5 separate regions of the Mus musculus genome follow, and regions 2, 3, 4 and 5 are each linked to region 1. The links are chromatin contacts, called in public Hi-C, HiChIP or PLAC-seq and Micro-C maps. All regions are on one chromosome and are shown on one strand. Each heading gives the region's core, a stretch centred on a gene start, on an enhancer-like site or on the middle of the called end of the contact. The rest is flanking DNA. Distances are from core to core; before and after follow the strand shown.

The links. Hi-C and Micro-C count contacts between places; a contact is called where the count stands out from the background. HiChIP or PLAC-seq counts read pairs in DNA pulled down with a chosen protein or histone mark.
Region 2: a Hi-C map of the G1E-ER4 cell line shows a contact between it and region 1, with 5 times the contacts expected there. The contact joins the enhancer-like site here to the promoter of Itga4 in region 1. A contact is called at or near these places in 13 of 39 promoter capture datasets (the C10 cell line, the HPC-7 cell line, HPC-7-derived erythroid cells and 9 more), 4 of 15 datasets of contacts at CTCF or cohesin (CD8 T cells, the G1E-ER4 cell line, large pre-B cells and 1 more), 79 of 484 Hi-C or Micro-C datasets (the 63-12 cell line, B cells, the BV-2 cell line and 46 more), 29 of 115 datasets of contacts at active chromatin or transcription factors (the 230-238 cell line, CD4 single positive thymocytes, CD8 T cells and 20 more) and 3 of 9 other capture datasets (adipose tissue, liver and pancreatic islet).
Region 3: a contact with region 1 is called in an H3K4me3 HiChIP or PLAC-seq map of bone marrow-derived macrophages, with 4 times the contacts expected there. The contact joins the enhancer-like site here to the promoter of Itga4 in region 1. A contact is called at or near these places in 12 of 39 promoter capture datasets (the C10 cell line, the HPC-7 cell line, embryonic stem cells and 7 more), 2 of 15 datasets of contacts at CTCF or cohesin (large pre-B cells and pro-B cells), 38 of 484 Hi-C or Micro-C datasets (B cells, the BV-2 cell line, the C10 cell line and 28 more), 12 of 115 datasets of contacts at active chromatin or transcription factors (the 230-238 cell line, CD8 T cells, the HPC-7 cell line and 7 more) and 2 of 9 other capture datasets (adipose tissue and liver).
Region 4: an H3K4me3 HiChIP or PLAC-seq map of the SCID.adh cell line shows a contact between it and region 1, with 36 read pairs. The contact joins the enhancer-like site here to the promoter of Itga4 in region 1. A contact is called at or near these places in 6 of 39 promoter capture datasets (the C10 cell line, the HPC-7 cell line, HPC-7-derived erythroid cells and 2 more), 4 of 15 datasets of contacts at CTCF or cohesin (CD8 T cells, the G1E-ER4 cell line, large pre-B cells and 1 more), 29 of 484 Hi-C or Micro-C datasets (B cells, the C10 cell line, CD4 T cells and 16 more), 6 of 115 datasets of contacts at active chromatin or transcription factors (the HPC-7 cell line, the SCID.adh cell line, bone marrow-derived dendritic cells and 3 more) and 2 of 9 other capture datasets (adipose tissue and liver).
Region 5: a Micro-C map of embryonic stem cells shows a contact between it and region 1, with 2.7 times the contacts expected there. The contact joins the enhancer-like site here to the promoter of Itga4 in region 1. A contact is called at or near these places in 2 of 484 Hi-C or Micro-C datasets (Th1 cells and embryonic stem cells), 3 of 115 datasets of contacts at active chromatin or transcription factors (bone marrow-derived macrophages, embryonic stem cells and memory CD8 T cells) and 3 of 9 other capture datasets (adipose tissue, liver and pancreatic islet).

The regions. Positions count from the first base shown.
Region 1 is chr2:79,254,168-79,256,867 of GRCm38.p6, reverse strand. It overlaps Itga4 (integrin alpha 4), which reads right to left and starts at 1,442. Exons shown (of 28, transcript NM_010576.4): 1 at 1,012-1,442; 2 at 569-690. The coding sequence starts at 1,208.
Region 2 is chr2:79,126,243-79,128,952 of GRCm38.p6, reverse strand. No RefSeq gene overlaps it. Among named protein-coding and RNA genes, the nearest start is that of Gm35748, 5.3 kb to the right of the region's middle. Within about 2 kb of position 1,367, at least 42 of the 459 cell types and tissues checked have an H3K27ac peak or open chromatin away from gene starts, as enhancers often do. A contact at or near this core is called in the 63-12 cell line, B cells, the Ba/F3 cell line and 15 more, where this site is marked.
Region 3 is chr2:79,144,651-79,147,350 of GRCm38.p6, reverse strand. No RefSeq gene overlaps it. Among named protein-coding and RNA genes, the nearest start is that of Gm35748, 24 kb to the right of the region's middle. Within about 2 kb of position 1,255, at least 8 of the 459 cell types and tissues checked have an H3K27ac peak or open chromatin away from gene starts, as enhancers often do. A contact at or near this core is called in the C2C12 cell line, bone marrow-derived macrophages, granulocyte-monocyte progenitors and 1 more, where this site is marked.
Region 4 is chr2:79,179,458-79,182,248 of GRCm38.p6, reverse strand. No RefSeq gene overlaps it. Among named protein-coding and RNA genes, the nearest start is that of Gm35813, 50 kb to the left of the region's middle. Within about 2 kb of position 1,453, at least 59 of the 459 cell types and tissues checked have an H3K27ac peak or open chromatin away from gene starts, as enhancers often do. A contact at or near this core is called in B cells, CD8 T cells, the SCID.adh cell line and 8 more, where this site is marked.
Region 5 is chr2:79,367,898-79,370,597 of GRCm38.p6, reverse strand. Cerkl (ceramide kinase-like) reads left to right here. Exons shown (of 13, transcript NM_001048176.1): 3 at 1,787-1,918. Among named protein-coding and RNA genes, the nearest start is that of Gm22606, 21 kb to the right of the region's middle. Within about 2 kb of position 1,372, at least 109 of the 459 cell types and tissues checked have an H3K27ac peak or open chromatin away from gene starts, as enhancers often do. A contact at or near this core is called in Th1 cells, adipose tissue, bone marrow-derived macrophages and 3 more, where this site is marked.

The DNA of each region.
Region 1 (2,700 bases), core at 193-2,692:
CTGTTTTTTTCTTCCCATTCTTTTATGGTAGGTAGTGTCATTTTTAAAGGAAGGGGAAGAAAAATCCCTGGGCTACATGGTGGGATATAGGCTAAATGGTGAGATATAGGCTACATGGTGGGATATAAGCTACATGGTGGGATATAAGCTACATGGTGGGATATAGGCTACATGGTGGGATATAGGCTCAATCAAAGTTTCTATTCCTGATGTGCAGCTCACGCTAGAACAAAGTTGAGAAGTTGGGTCCTCAGCCAGAGAGGGGTTTTAAGGCTTTGAAACAGATTTTACACATGGAAGAGTTCTAGGACTGGTAGAAGGTAGCTTGCCAGAAGCCACCCTATGAGACTTCCCCTGAAAGAGGTTTGGAAGATACTGAGATCACATACAGTTGCAAGCAAAGGAGAGGAAAATACTCTCAGGAGCAAGCTGGCATGGGGTTAAAATTGAAAAGCTTGTACTTTAATCCAGAAGAGACCAGCATCATAGTGTCTTCCAGGACTTGCCCAACAGTGGACCCACGAAGGGGAGAAAGTTCATTATGTCTTGTTTTGGGGACCCAACTCACCCAGCTGGAGCTGTTCGCAGGTCTGGTTTGGATTCTTTCTGATCCCGCATCTGTAAATCGCCCCAGGATTGACCACTGAGGCATTAGAGAGCCAGCTGGCAGTGGGAGCCCCCACGATGAGCCTAAAGCAAGAACCATGCAAGTTCGCTCAGACGTGAACCAGTCTGCCCACCCACTCTGCCCCGTGTTGGCTTGTGACAGCTGTGCAGTGGTCAGCAAGGGAAGTGGCACCCACCTCCTCTTCCCATGACTGGAGACCCAGGACTCAGGAGCACCCTGGGGGCTGCCATCCCAAGATAAGTTAGTTCCAAGGCTCTCCAGTGAGGCAGCTGGCTGAAGCCAGGTCTTTCTCTGACCTCCCAGGAGGGCGGAAAGTTTGATTCATACAAGGAATCCCAGAGGCGGAGGCGCTGTGACATGCCTCTTGGGGAGGGCGCACTCACCAGCGCTTCGACCCGTGGCTGTGCAGCACCACCGAGTAGCCAAACAGCGTGCCGGAGGGGCCCTGGTACAGCAGTGCATTCTCCGGGTCCAGGTTGTAGGAGTGCCCGGTTGGCACCCCGAAGTACAACAACAGCATCACCGCTTCCCGGAGGGCGATCCCTCGGGACCTCGGTCTGCACCTCGCTTCCGCAGCCATGCGCTCTTGGTGGAGAACATTCAACACAAAACGGCCACTGACCAGAGTTGCACAGGATGCGACGGTTGGCCAAAGAGAAGAGCGCCCCAAGAGATGAAGTGCAGCAGCGTGTCCGGTGCTGGCAGGCGACAGGGGCGGAGAGAGGGACGCCAGAAGAGGAGGGGAATTGGTGGCCACAGGCGGAGCGATCGTAGTGGCCAGGGATGCTTCAGGCTCTGGCCCACGCCCCGTTTCTGTGGCCCCGGAGCCAGGGGCCGGGTGCTCCTAGGATCTGGGTGGGGTCCTGGGTGTGGTGCAGTGGCTCACAGCCTGGCCTCCCTCTCCCCAACCCGATCCCCATCCCCGCCCCGCAGCAGCTGTAGGGGGCGCTAGGGGACCTAGGTTGCATGGACTCACACCCTGGCAGACATCACACACAGTGGCTCTGGCTTCTGGGGCCCAGCAAAAATAACCCTTGGGGGAACACAAAACAGATCAGGGGATTCCCTTTTGAAAGTTGGCTAAGGCTTGATGCCTTGCGGGACTTCACCAAGTGACTGGCCTCCAGGGCCAGTCCCAGTGGCCAATAATTTGGGAACTAAGACTGTGGAGAACCTTCCAGAACTTCCTCTGTCACTTATGTGCTGTGTAGCATACAGAAATTACACAGTTTGCAAGAAGCCAAAACTGCTGCCCCCCCCCCCTCCCGCCCCAGCCCTATTGGAGCATTTGGTGACAAAAGTATATGGCTAGTCTCTTCAAAACTCCCAGGCCTGCAGCCTTTTATGCAGGCTTCCTTCCTCTCTATACACTTCCTCTTAAATAGAGTCTATACGCATGAGCAAGCCAGGCAATAGCCTAACACAGAAAACCCAGGCAAGCTAAGGAAATTCTGTGACTTGCCTCACTTAGCAGACTCCACCCCTTGCTCACTTCTTCATAACTAGTCCCCATGTACACACTCAGTTACCCCAGGACATACCTACCACCAGATGTGTAGACACAGCCTAAGACAAGGTCATAACAGGCTTCTAAAAAGCCACCAGAGATCAGAGTCACAGCACACCTAAGCCAGGAGATGGGCCTCTGCTGAACATACTCCTTGTGTGCTGCTTTTCTTTTTTTTTTTAATTTTATTTTATTTTTAATTTATGTCTTACACTCCATATTCCATTCCCTGCTTTTCACGCTGGAGCAGGAGGCAAGTGCTGGTGAGTGTTAGCAGGTGAGATGCTGGCCCTCTTACCTTTGTTGCAAAAAAAAGACAAATGACAAGAAAGAAAGAAAGAAAGAAAGAAAGAAAGAAAGAAAGAAAGAAAGAAAGAAAGAAAGAAAGAAAGAAAAAGAGAGAGGGAGGGAGGGAGAGAAAGAAAGAAAGGAAGAAAGAGAGAGAGAGAGAGAGAGAGAGAGAGAGAGAGAGAGAGAGAGAGAAAGGAAGGAAGAAAGGAAGAAAGAAAGAAAGAAAGAAAGAAAGAAAGAAAGTCCGTGTCTGCCAGTTACACCAACAGAATCA
Region 2 (2,710 bases), core at 118-2,617, 130 kb after region 1:
ACCTATAGGGTTGCAGACCCCTTCAGCTCCTTGAGTGCTTTCTCTAGCTTCTCCACTGGGGGCCCTGTGTTCCATCTTATGGATGACTGTGAGCATCCACTTCTGTATTTGCCAAGCAGTGGCATAGCCTCATATAAGACAGTTATACCAGGGTCCCTTCAGCAAAATCTTGCTGGCATATGCAATAGTGTCTGGGTTTGGTGGCTGATTATGGGATGGATCCCCAGGTGGTGTAGTCTCCAGATAGTCCATCCTTTCGTCTTAGCTCCAAACTTTGTCTCTGTAACTCCTTTCATGGGTATTTTGTTCCCTGTTCTAAGGAGGAATGAAGTTTCCACCCATTGGTCTCCCCTCTTCTTGATTTTCTTGTGTTTTGCAAATTGTATCTTGGGTGTTCTATGTTTCTGGGCTAATATCCACTTATCAATGAGTGCATATCTAATGACTTCTTTTGTGATTGGGTTACCTTACTTAGACAGAACAAATTTTGGGTCAAAAGTTTTGTGGGTGGGTTGGTGTCCTTATTTCTCTACTGGGGGTCTTGCCTGGCTACAGGAGATGACCTCTTCAGGTTCTATATCCCCACTGTTAGGCTTCTTAGCTGAGGTCACCCAAATTGACTCCTGGTAGGCTCCCCTATCCCAGGTCTCTGGGACTTCCCAGAGATCCCCCCTCCAACCTCCCCACCTCTTTCACCCCCAGCAAGTGTAGATTTCCATTCATTCTCCTGGGCCTCTTTCCTGTCTCTTCCCACACCTGACCCTGCCTCCCTATTCTCCTCCCGCTCCCCTCTCCCACCCTGTTCCCTCCTTTCCTCTGTCTCTTATTCTGTTTCCCCTTCTAAGTGTGATTCAAGTACCCTTGCTTGGGCCTTCCTTCTTATCTAACTTCTTTGGGTCTGTAGGGTATATCATGGGCATTCTATACTTATCAGTGAGTACATACCATGCCTGTTCTTTTGAATCTGGGTTACCTCATCCAGGATAATATCTTCTAGTCCTATCCATTTAACTGCAAAATTTATGATGTCCTTGTTTTTAATGGCTGAATCATATTCTAATGTGTAAATGAACCACATTTTCTTTATCCATTCTTCAGTTGAGGGACATCTAGATTGTTCCCAGCTTCTGGCTATTATGGATAAATTTGCTATGAACATAATGGAGCATGTGTCCTCGTGGTATGGTGGAGCATATTTTGGGTCTACGGCCAGGAACAGTATAGCTGAGTCTCTTCTTTGAGACACTGATGCCCCAGACAAGAATTGCACCTTAATGGCTTGAAACCAACTTCTCCTTCCTTGCCTTACATTTGCGGTGTTCAAAGAGGACACAAGCAAAGGTTTCAGTTACAGAGTAAACAGGCTAAAAATGTACATCCTGTGAAAGACTCAGAGAATGAGACTCCACAGGAGTCGGAAGACTCAGAAAGGGGAGAGGACTCACAAACATTTTACAAACACCTTTGTTCCTCTGGATGTCTCCTTCCGCCCCTTAGATCCTTTCTGTCACATCCTGTTCCCCTCCTTTCAATAACCCATTCCCCTTTATTTCTATGGCTTTTGACTCATTTCTGCATCTCCTTTATTGTGGACAATTCTTCAATGTATTTAAAATGAAGATATTTACAGAACAGTAAATGAAAATGATACAGTTCTTTTCTTTTTTTCCCAGTTTGTCCTCATCCGGCGTCTGATGCTTCTTATGAGCCTTGACCTCCCTTGCTGGGTGGAGGAGTCTCTCTCGGCTCCTGCACACATGAATCATGCAGTCACTTCCAGAATAAAGTCTACTTCCTTTTAAAGACCACCTAACATATAATTAGCTATGTGTTTATTCCTCAGAGCAAGGCTAATACCACATTCACATTTTAATACAGGAAGTATTTACTTGGTATATAATGTGTGGCTTGTATTTTCTACAGTAAGGTTGCCTAGAATTTATTATTAATACTGTGCATTGGTCACTACAATATGATTAGTGAGTAGTTTTGTGACATTACTTTAATAACCTCTTTGCAAGATCACCTATTTATATTTTATCTGGTGAAATAATAAACTTTCAATACTGGAATGTAAATTTGGCACAGCCTTGTTCACAGCTGTTAAGAGAATACAAAATGAAAACCCCATAGCTGGTCATGTTCATATCATAAATGGATTAATACTGACTTTTGCTGATACATCCTCAACTGAACGTAAACCTTGAAATGAGGAAACGTGAGACTTTACTTTCTTTAGTTTTGTCAACTGTTTGAGGTCAAGCTCCTGAAGATAAGAAAGCACACCACACTGCAGAGATATAGATGTATATATATATACTCTACAACAGTTTCAAACTGTCACTATAGCTTCCCAGACCGCAAGATAGCTCCACTAGTAGGGAGAGAGACTCAAGTATTTTAAGCAATTCTCTCACACAATAGTTTTTTGGTTGTTGACAGTTAAGCTGTGGACTGAGGGTCAAGGGTACTGAGAGTGGTGAGTGGCAACCTTTTATGCCTCTCACTTGTTGGACTCCCTGTCTTTCTTCTCAGCTATTCAGGGGCTCTGAGGTGAAACTACAGTACTGTAAGCATCGAATCTGCAAAGTCTAGTGACACCCCCGCCCCCTAGGCACGGGCACAGAGAACAGAGGCTCCTACTTCACACTAGGACCCTAATCAGCATTTTAATTGTGTAGCAGGCAGGTATTTAATTAAGATACTGGTG
Region 3 (2,700 bases), core at 6-2,505, 110 kb after region 1:
GGTATTTATGGGGAGATCTATCACTAAGTATTTGAAATTTTCAGGATATTTTATTTATTTCATTTTAATGAGTTTTTACAAGGTCATTCAGACCAACATACCAATCCAGTTTGCTGTATTGGGCCCATTTGTCCCACAGAGTTAAAAATGCATTCATCTTACCCACTGTTCCTATTAGGTGGATAAATGGGGATTTGCTTGCCTTGAGATGACAATGTTAGTTAATTTAAAAGAGAAAATACATCTTTAACAAGATGATTTGAAAAAGCAATCCAAAGTATGTATTTGTTCTTACACATCGTGTAAGATTTATCACCAAAGACACGAAGCTTTTCTTCAAGTTCTTACATGAACAGCAATGTTTGCAATCAGTGCCGGTGTTTTTGTAAAACTGAGAAGAAGTTGTGGATTTAATTTGCTATCCATAATGTGGTTGATGATCTATATTTTCATTAGGTTCTTTTATTAAATCTTTTACAAACATCTCTGGTGGTGAGAACTTCCCCCATGTGTGAAACAGTGAATAGATCTTGCTTCCAGTACAACAGCTTGAATACATGGAACAGTCATTCTTATTGGATACCATTGCGTTAGCACCATCTGTGCATAGCACTGCGCATCCCTAACACGTGACTGTGTCTTGAAGCTAGCAACAGTTTTAAAGTCTCTTCTGGAGTTGTAAGAGTTAACAAAGATTGGCCCAGCAACATGTTCTATTGGGCTTCTTTATTACGACAAACACATAGGGTCACTTACAGTGCTGACAATAGGTGAATTCATCTTACTCCCCAGCCAGTGTGTTGGATATCATTATATAGGGGAAAGAAAAGACTGTTGTTTCTGACCAAGTTGCTCTATCAACTTCATTCCCCTGCTTTGCTGCACAGATAAGCATCCACACCATTGGCAACTTCATTGGAAATTGTCCCACCAATTGCTTGAGATATGACGACTTTGCCAATTCAAATCGGTGCTCCTGCAACTTGGCAGTTACACACACGCACACGCACACACCCCAAGTTGATATTTCTGAGGCCTGAAACATCCTCCTGTTTCAATTTTTAAAACTCAGTCAGACCTGAACAAGAATGACACCAACAGACATGCTAATGTGGACAGGAGAAAGTTCAGCAGTCCCCAGTTCTAGACAAAGAACTACAGGAAACTAAGGAATTCTGAGACTGGAGAAATAGTCTTCACCAGAGGAGAACAATGTCCCCGGTTACTCAATGTGGTTACTCAATGCCAAGAGATCAGAGTCTTAGTTAAGCAAGGGGGTTACATGGGAGGGGTTGGAGGGAGGAAACAGAAGAGAAGAATAATGTAACCACATTCTAAATTAAAAATCAAAAACCAAACAATGTAATACTTTCCTGGGTAAGACTTTTGACCTTTCAAAACTGATGTCTGGGTAGGAATTTTTTTTTTTGTAACTACAACTTTGTAACACCCCATATATACTACACCCAATGATGAAGTATAAATTCACTGACAGTCTGTAAAAATTCAAGCTTCAGATAATAATTGCTCTCACTGCGGCTACTTTTGTTTTTGGCACAGCTGGTGATTTTTAATGGCAGCAGATGGTTTCCGGTGATTCATCAATTTGGTCTTCCTCCTATCCTGAAAATGTAGGGGTGATTTCATCCTGACCATCATTGAACCAACATCCCAATAACTATTATTAGCATGATGGTTTAAGGACATATTTATAAACTACAGATTCATGATGGAGCAAGAGAAAAGAAGAACACAATGCACTTTTGTTGGGGATGCAGCTGATAACTGATACTTCGAATTGTGGAAGTGATAATTGATCAATGTTGAAAAGAAATAATGTTGAAGACATTCCATGCTTGAGAATCCATAGTAATAAGCAATTAATCCTTTTTACGCTTATAGCCTAATAGTTTAACTAAGAATATTCCAAAAGGTGTTTCTGTACCGTGTTATGATATGCACATAGTCTACTTTATACACAATGCTCACTTGCCTGTTTTGACACATACCATGTAAAATATTTTAAAATCACAGTTTTGAGCAAAAGTTTAGTTCTTTAACACACATTTATTTTTGCATTTTTATTAGGTATTTTCTTCATTTACATTTCAAATGCTATCCCAAAAGTCCCCCATACCCTCCCCCTCCCACTCCCCTACCCACTCACTCCCACTTCTTTGCCCTGGCGTTCCCCTGTACTCAGGCATATAAAGTTTGCAAGACCAATGGGCCTCTCTTTCCACTGATGGCCAACTAGGCCATCTTCTGATACATATGAAGCTAGAGACGTGAGCTCTGGGGGGTACTGGTTAGTTCATAATGTTGTTCCACCTATAGGGTTGCAGATCCCTTTAGCTCCTTGGGTACTTTCTCTAGCTCCTCCATTGGGGGCCCTGTGATCCATCCAATAGCTGACTGTGAGCATCCAGTTCTGTGTTTGCTAGGCCTCGGCATAGCCTCACAAGAGACAGCTATATCTGGGTCCTTTCAGCAAAATCTTGCTGGTGTATGCAATGGTGTCAGCGTTTGGAAGCTGATTATGGGATGGATCTCCCGATATGGCAGTCTCTAGATGGTCCATCCTTTGTCTCAGCTCCAAACTTTGTCTCTGTAACTCCTTCCATGGGTGTTTTGTTTCCAATTCTAAGAAGGGGCAAAGTGTCCATACTTTGGTCTTTGTTCTTCTTGAGTTTCATGTGT
Region 4 (2,791 bases), core at 204-2,703, 75 kb after region 1:
TTTAGCAACGTTACAAGCGGACGTCACCGGACACACTGCTGCTCGTGGTCATATGCTTCTCTTTCCAAACACATCTCACTTATTCATACACAGTCTTTAAATACTGGCTCACCTGAAAGCATTAACAATGACAAATCCGATTAAAGTCAATCAATTATTCCTCCTAATAATTTGCAGAGATTGATGCAGGCCAGCTAAAATAAAAACACTTCAAAGTCATTCGGAACAATTTGTATGTGTGGATTATTTCTTCTGGGTGCCAAACATCTTTTAGGAAAATTCTACAATGTATTTCTTAATTTCAGAGTATAGAACAAAACCAAACCAAACCAAAAATAATGTTTGCTTAGATTTATTTGCCTATGAAGAATTAAGCTTAGTTTCTAGTATTTGTAAATAAATATTTAGGAAAACAATTATGCAAGGGTATTTTACAGCATTCATTAATATGTATTGTTGTTTGTTAATACTCTGAATATATGGCAACAGAATTCTATGTGTAAAAACAGCCTTTTGAAAATCCAGTGCATTTAAAGTTAAATGCATGGAGGATTTCCTGTAAGAGAATGAATAACACTTTTTCTCTTTAAGATGAATGAGCCAGTTTATAACTTATCAAGGGTCAACAAGGGTCAACCTTGCCAGGCCAAATGCTCTGAGAAGTCTGGAGAAAAATCCCATTACAGAATGGCTATTTGGCACAAAGGGGCTATTGATTTATAAAGCACACAATCTCCGCTTCTCTGCTTTACATTTTGAAAAATCTTCTGCAATTGTTTTATTCTAAAATAATTAAAGCAGTGAAAGTGGTTGGCACGTAGAGGAAGTGGAAAGCTTACCCGTGGACCTGGGATCACCACTGGAGAAGTTCAAGGCTACGTATCTGTGCTCAGCTGTAAATCCTTACCCTCCCCCTGGCTGTGACGAAGGGCTAGGAGCTGCTGAAGCCCTTCAGAATGCCTTTTCTATTTCTTCTTCAGAAACAAATTTCTATCCAGAATGCATAAGCCAGCAACCAAAAGATTGCATTTGTCCTTTGTAGTTAGGTAGGACAAAATGACGAAGTCCTAGCCTGTGAGAATTTGACTTCTGCCTAGCCCGTGTAAAGTCAGGGGTATGTAGCTTTTTGGTTTTTCTTCCTGAGGTTTGGGCTGCAGATGTGACGATCGAAGCTCTGGTTGCCATTTGGAACGATGATGCAAACTGGAAGATGAAACAAGAGCCACAAAAGGAGAAGCGTGTGTGGAGGGCTAATGACCATGGTGCTGTTGTGCCTTCATGCACTGCTGGACTCCAGAACCTTCACTTTCTTTGTTTGTTTGGCAGTCACTACTCTTACGGGTTTACTCTTCTGTGAACACGATCCAAGGTGCTGAGAGAGAAACTTTCATTTCTCTTTTGCTATCACTGGGAGGAGCAGAATGGCTATGAGCTTGTTTCTTTGCAACAGGAACCTTGGACAGCCTGGATCACATGTGGCAGGGCACAATATTATCTTGGAATAAAGGCTTTTTCAGTCACCATTCATGCTATTTTTATATCATTTTTAAGTTTAATTTAGTTTAACATGTGTGTGTGTGTGTGTGTGTGTGAGAGAGAGAGAGAGAGAGAGAGAGAGGAGAGAGAGACAGACAGACACAGACACACACACAGACACAGACACACACACAGACACAGACACAGACAGACACACACACACACAGACACACACACAGACACAGACACACACACAGACACAGACACACACACACATACACACAGACACAGACACAGACACAGACAGACACACACACACACACACAGACACACACACAGACACAGACACACACAGACACACACACAGACACAGACACACACAGACACAGACACAGACACAGACACACACAGACACAGACACACACAGACACAGACACAGACAGAGACACACAAACAGACACAGACAGAGACACAGACACAGACACACAAACAGACACAGACACAGACACAGACACAGACACACAAACAGACACAGACACAGACACAGACAGAGACACAGACACAGACAGAGACACAGACACAGACAGACACAGACACAGACACAGACACAGACACAGACACAGACAGAGACACAGACACAGACACAGACACAGACACAGACACAGACAGAGACACAGACACAGACACAGACACAGACACAGACACAGACACAGATACAGACACACAAACAGACACAGACACAGACACAGACACAGACACAGACACAGACAGAGACACAGACACAGACACAGACACAGACACAGACACAGACACAGACACAGACACAGACACAGACAGAGACACAGACACAGACACAGACACAGACACAGACACAGACACAGACACAGACACAGACAGAGAGACTGCATATGGTACTGTTATTGCTATTGGTATATGGATAAGACTGAGCTAGTTAGGAAGCTTAAATGGGAGAGACAGAAATTAACCTCTGGCATTAGCCTCTGCTATATCTCAATAAGGATCTAGTCATTTCCTATGCATTTTTTTCTCATTAGAATAGTAGTTTTCATTTGTTAACCATTGATACTCTTAATTCAAGATGAAACCTCCATAAACGGGATTGTGTTTGTAATCTTGCCTTGTCCTGTCTGAACAGATTTAGCCAGAACCCAAGGGAACAGAATGATTCCTCATACTCAGTCGATACTCCTGTCTGCCTGGGAGATCTCAGACAGCATGGGTGAGATGAAAAGTGCTTAGCGATGATAAAATGCCACGCCACTATCTGGAGTCAGCCCACTGTGAGCATTGCTCT
Region 5 (2,700 bases), core at 123-2,622, 110 kb before region 1:
TCTGTGTGCTCGCTTACGCTGGCAGCACCTAGAAGTTCCAGCCCTGTCCGACTGTTAATTGGAGAGTAATGAAGAAGGCATTCTGTGTTGAGAAGGAAGCCTCACGCAAATACTACTTTCTTCAAGAAGGCTTTTCCAGAACCCTAAGAAGTAGCACTGCCTCAAACACCCCCAATATACCCCAGGACACCCCCATACACTCCCACCCCCATACACTCCCACCCTACAAACTCCCGTCCCGTCCAGTTCCACCCCCACAAACTCCCATAGTGTTTCATGCCTCTGCTTTGAGTCTAGATGCCCTTGTGCTGTTGCTTCCTACCATCACCATCTTCTCTGGCCAGGTTAGAAAACAAACCTCCCATAAGTCTCTTGAAGGTTGATGTAAGAGAAGGCGATGAACTGGCTTCAGGACACATTTGCATTCTCTGATGGCCACTTTAAGGGGCCTGGGCAGTAGTGTCCACAGCAGAGAGGCCAGGGCAGCTTTGGAACAGTGAAGCACTGACCGGAGTAGCTACGCTGGAGCTATGCAAATCTGGGAAAGCATACTGGCACAGACATGGGGCCCTCCCTGTACCAGAGTGGGTTAGTGGTGAGTGATACACAAGGCCCAGGAGCTAGCACTTGCAATGTAGGATTCTCAGTGCTCATCCAAATAGAAGAGCTGAAAAAAGCGAGGCATGGGGCATGGAAGGGGGGCGGCGGGGTTGGGGGTGGGGGAGTGTCAGCATGTGTGACCAGGAGACCGATGAAGCTCCTTACAAAACAGACCCTGAGGCCTTCCTGAGAATGTCCAAACACTTCAACACGGCTCTTCTGTTCCTCATCCCATGCCCTCCCTGATTTCAAAACAGTATGTAGGACTTAAAAAAGTCTATTACTTCAAATATAATGAAAGAGAAAAATATTCTAAGTATAGTATAAAACACAGTTGGATATAAATGGACATTTACTTTCATTTATCTTTAGTGATGATTTTATTCAAAACGAATGTTAACTGCTTTTGTAACCTTAAAATGCTGTCTTCCGAAAGCAGCTTACTACAAAAGAAATGGTTGTCAGCTTCCGTTTGGCTCCTGCCCTTTCCTAACAACAGACAATTTGCTCTGCACCTGCTCCAAGTGGGTTCTCAGTGCTAAGCGTCTTGCAGAGCCCAGAAAATTGCAATATCAAATCTCAGTCCCAACTGTGAGGCAGCACAGTGACCGATTGCCTCTGAGAGGTGGGTGCTTTCCCAATCCCCAAGGGAGAAGCACTTTCGCCCCTGCTCTCTCCTGGGATTTGAACTCTGACCTAAAGCCCTGTGTTAGCTACCAGCATGCACTGCGCTGGTTGAAAACAGTAACCCCTCCCTGCTTGCTCAATTCTGTCCCTGGAGTCATGGGGAAGGTCAGATGTCAGTAGGCCTGGGGTCAGTAGGTGTCCTGTTCCAGTATATGTAAATATCAAAGGAGAAATGCACCTCCCTGTTTGTCACAGCCCACAGCCTGTCTCCCTCCGTAAAGCAGCGCCTGATCTGTGCGTGGGTCAGCAGGCATCAGCCGTGCTTTCATGTTTGTGAGCTGCTACTGTTGTTTATTTATTTCCTTCTTTCTGTATAAAATGTTCCCTATGACACACGGTTTACTCGAAGAGGGAGCGCATCGTGTTTCACCTGTAGGGAAGCAGCCGGTTAAAATGACGTCACATCCAAGGGAGACTATAAGGCGCAAATAGCAAATGCCATTGAGATATGAGTGGGATATTCTGATGGACAACCTAACCTTACTCATTTTCATTTTAGGTTTCACAAGCAGGCCCAAGGCTCTCAAGATCCTCCTCAACCCCCAGAGTCACAGAAAGGAGTCTGTCCACGTCTATTACGAGAAGGTGGAGCCTCTGCTGAAGCTTGCGGGCATAGAGACTGATGTGACAAGTGCGTCTGTTGGTTTGTTTGTCTGTTTGTGTCTGTGTGTAAGGGTACCACTTAAAGCTCCACAGGGAGCCCTCAGCCATCCTATCTAAGCACGGACGGTGCTCCTAACAGTAGGGCTTTCTTCCTGTGTCCCCTTCCTGTGTCTCGTAACCTGGGCGAGCGTCAGAGCTGCCATTCTTTTATCGTGCTATTTTGTATTGCAATAGCAATATTTTAAACTTCTGTATTGAATGGTTTGGATGTCAAGTTGACACAAGTTAGAGTCATAGAGAGGAAGGAGCCTCAGTTGAGAAAATGCCCACTTGAGATCCTACTGCTGAAGGCATTTCCTCAATTAGAGATGTAGGCGGGAAGGGCCTGAGTTGGCGGTCCTGGGTTCTATAAGAAAGCAGACTAAGCAAGCCGTGAGAAACAAGCCAGTAAGCAGCACGCCTCCATGGCTTCCGCATTCGTGTCTGGCTCCAGGATCTTGCCCTGTTGAGTTCCTGTCCTGCTATTCTTCAGTAACGAACAGCAACTTGGTTTTTGGTTGTGGTGTTTTGTCGAAGCAGTAGAAACTCTGATACAGGTGACTTCTTTCATGGTGACAACCGTTAGGTATTATTTGAAAGGAAACTATGGTTTTTGACATCTTCGAGAAGACGTATGCTACTTTCGAATTTCTGCCTAGTGTTTTTCTGTGGCTCCCTTGGGTTGGTTTTTTGTTCTGACCCTGACCCCTGCTGGTGAGGTCAAAGCTAAGCACTATGCTGCTGTTTTTAAGTTGCTTTTGGAGAAACCTG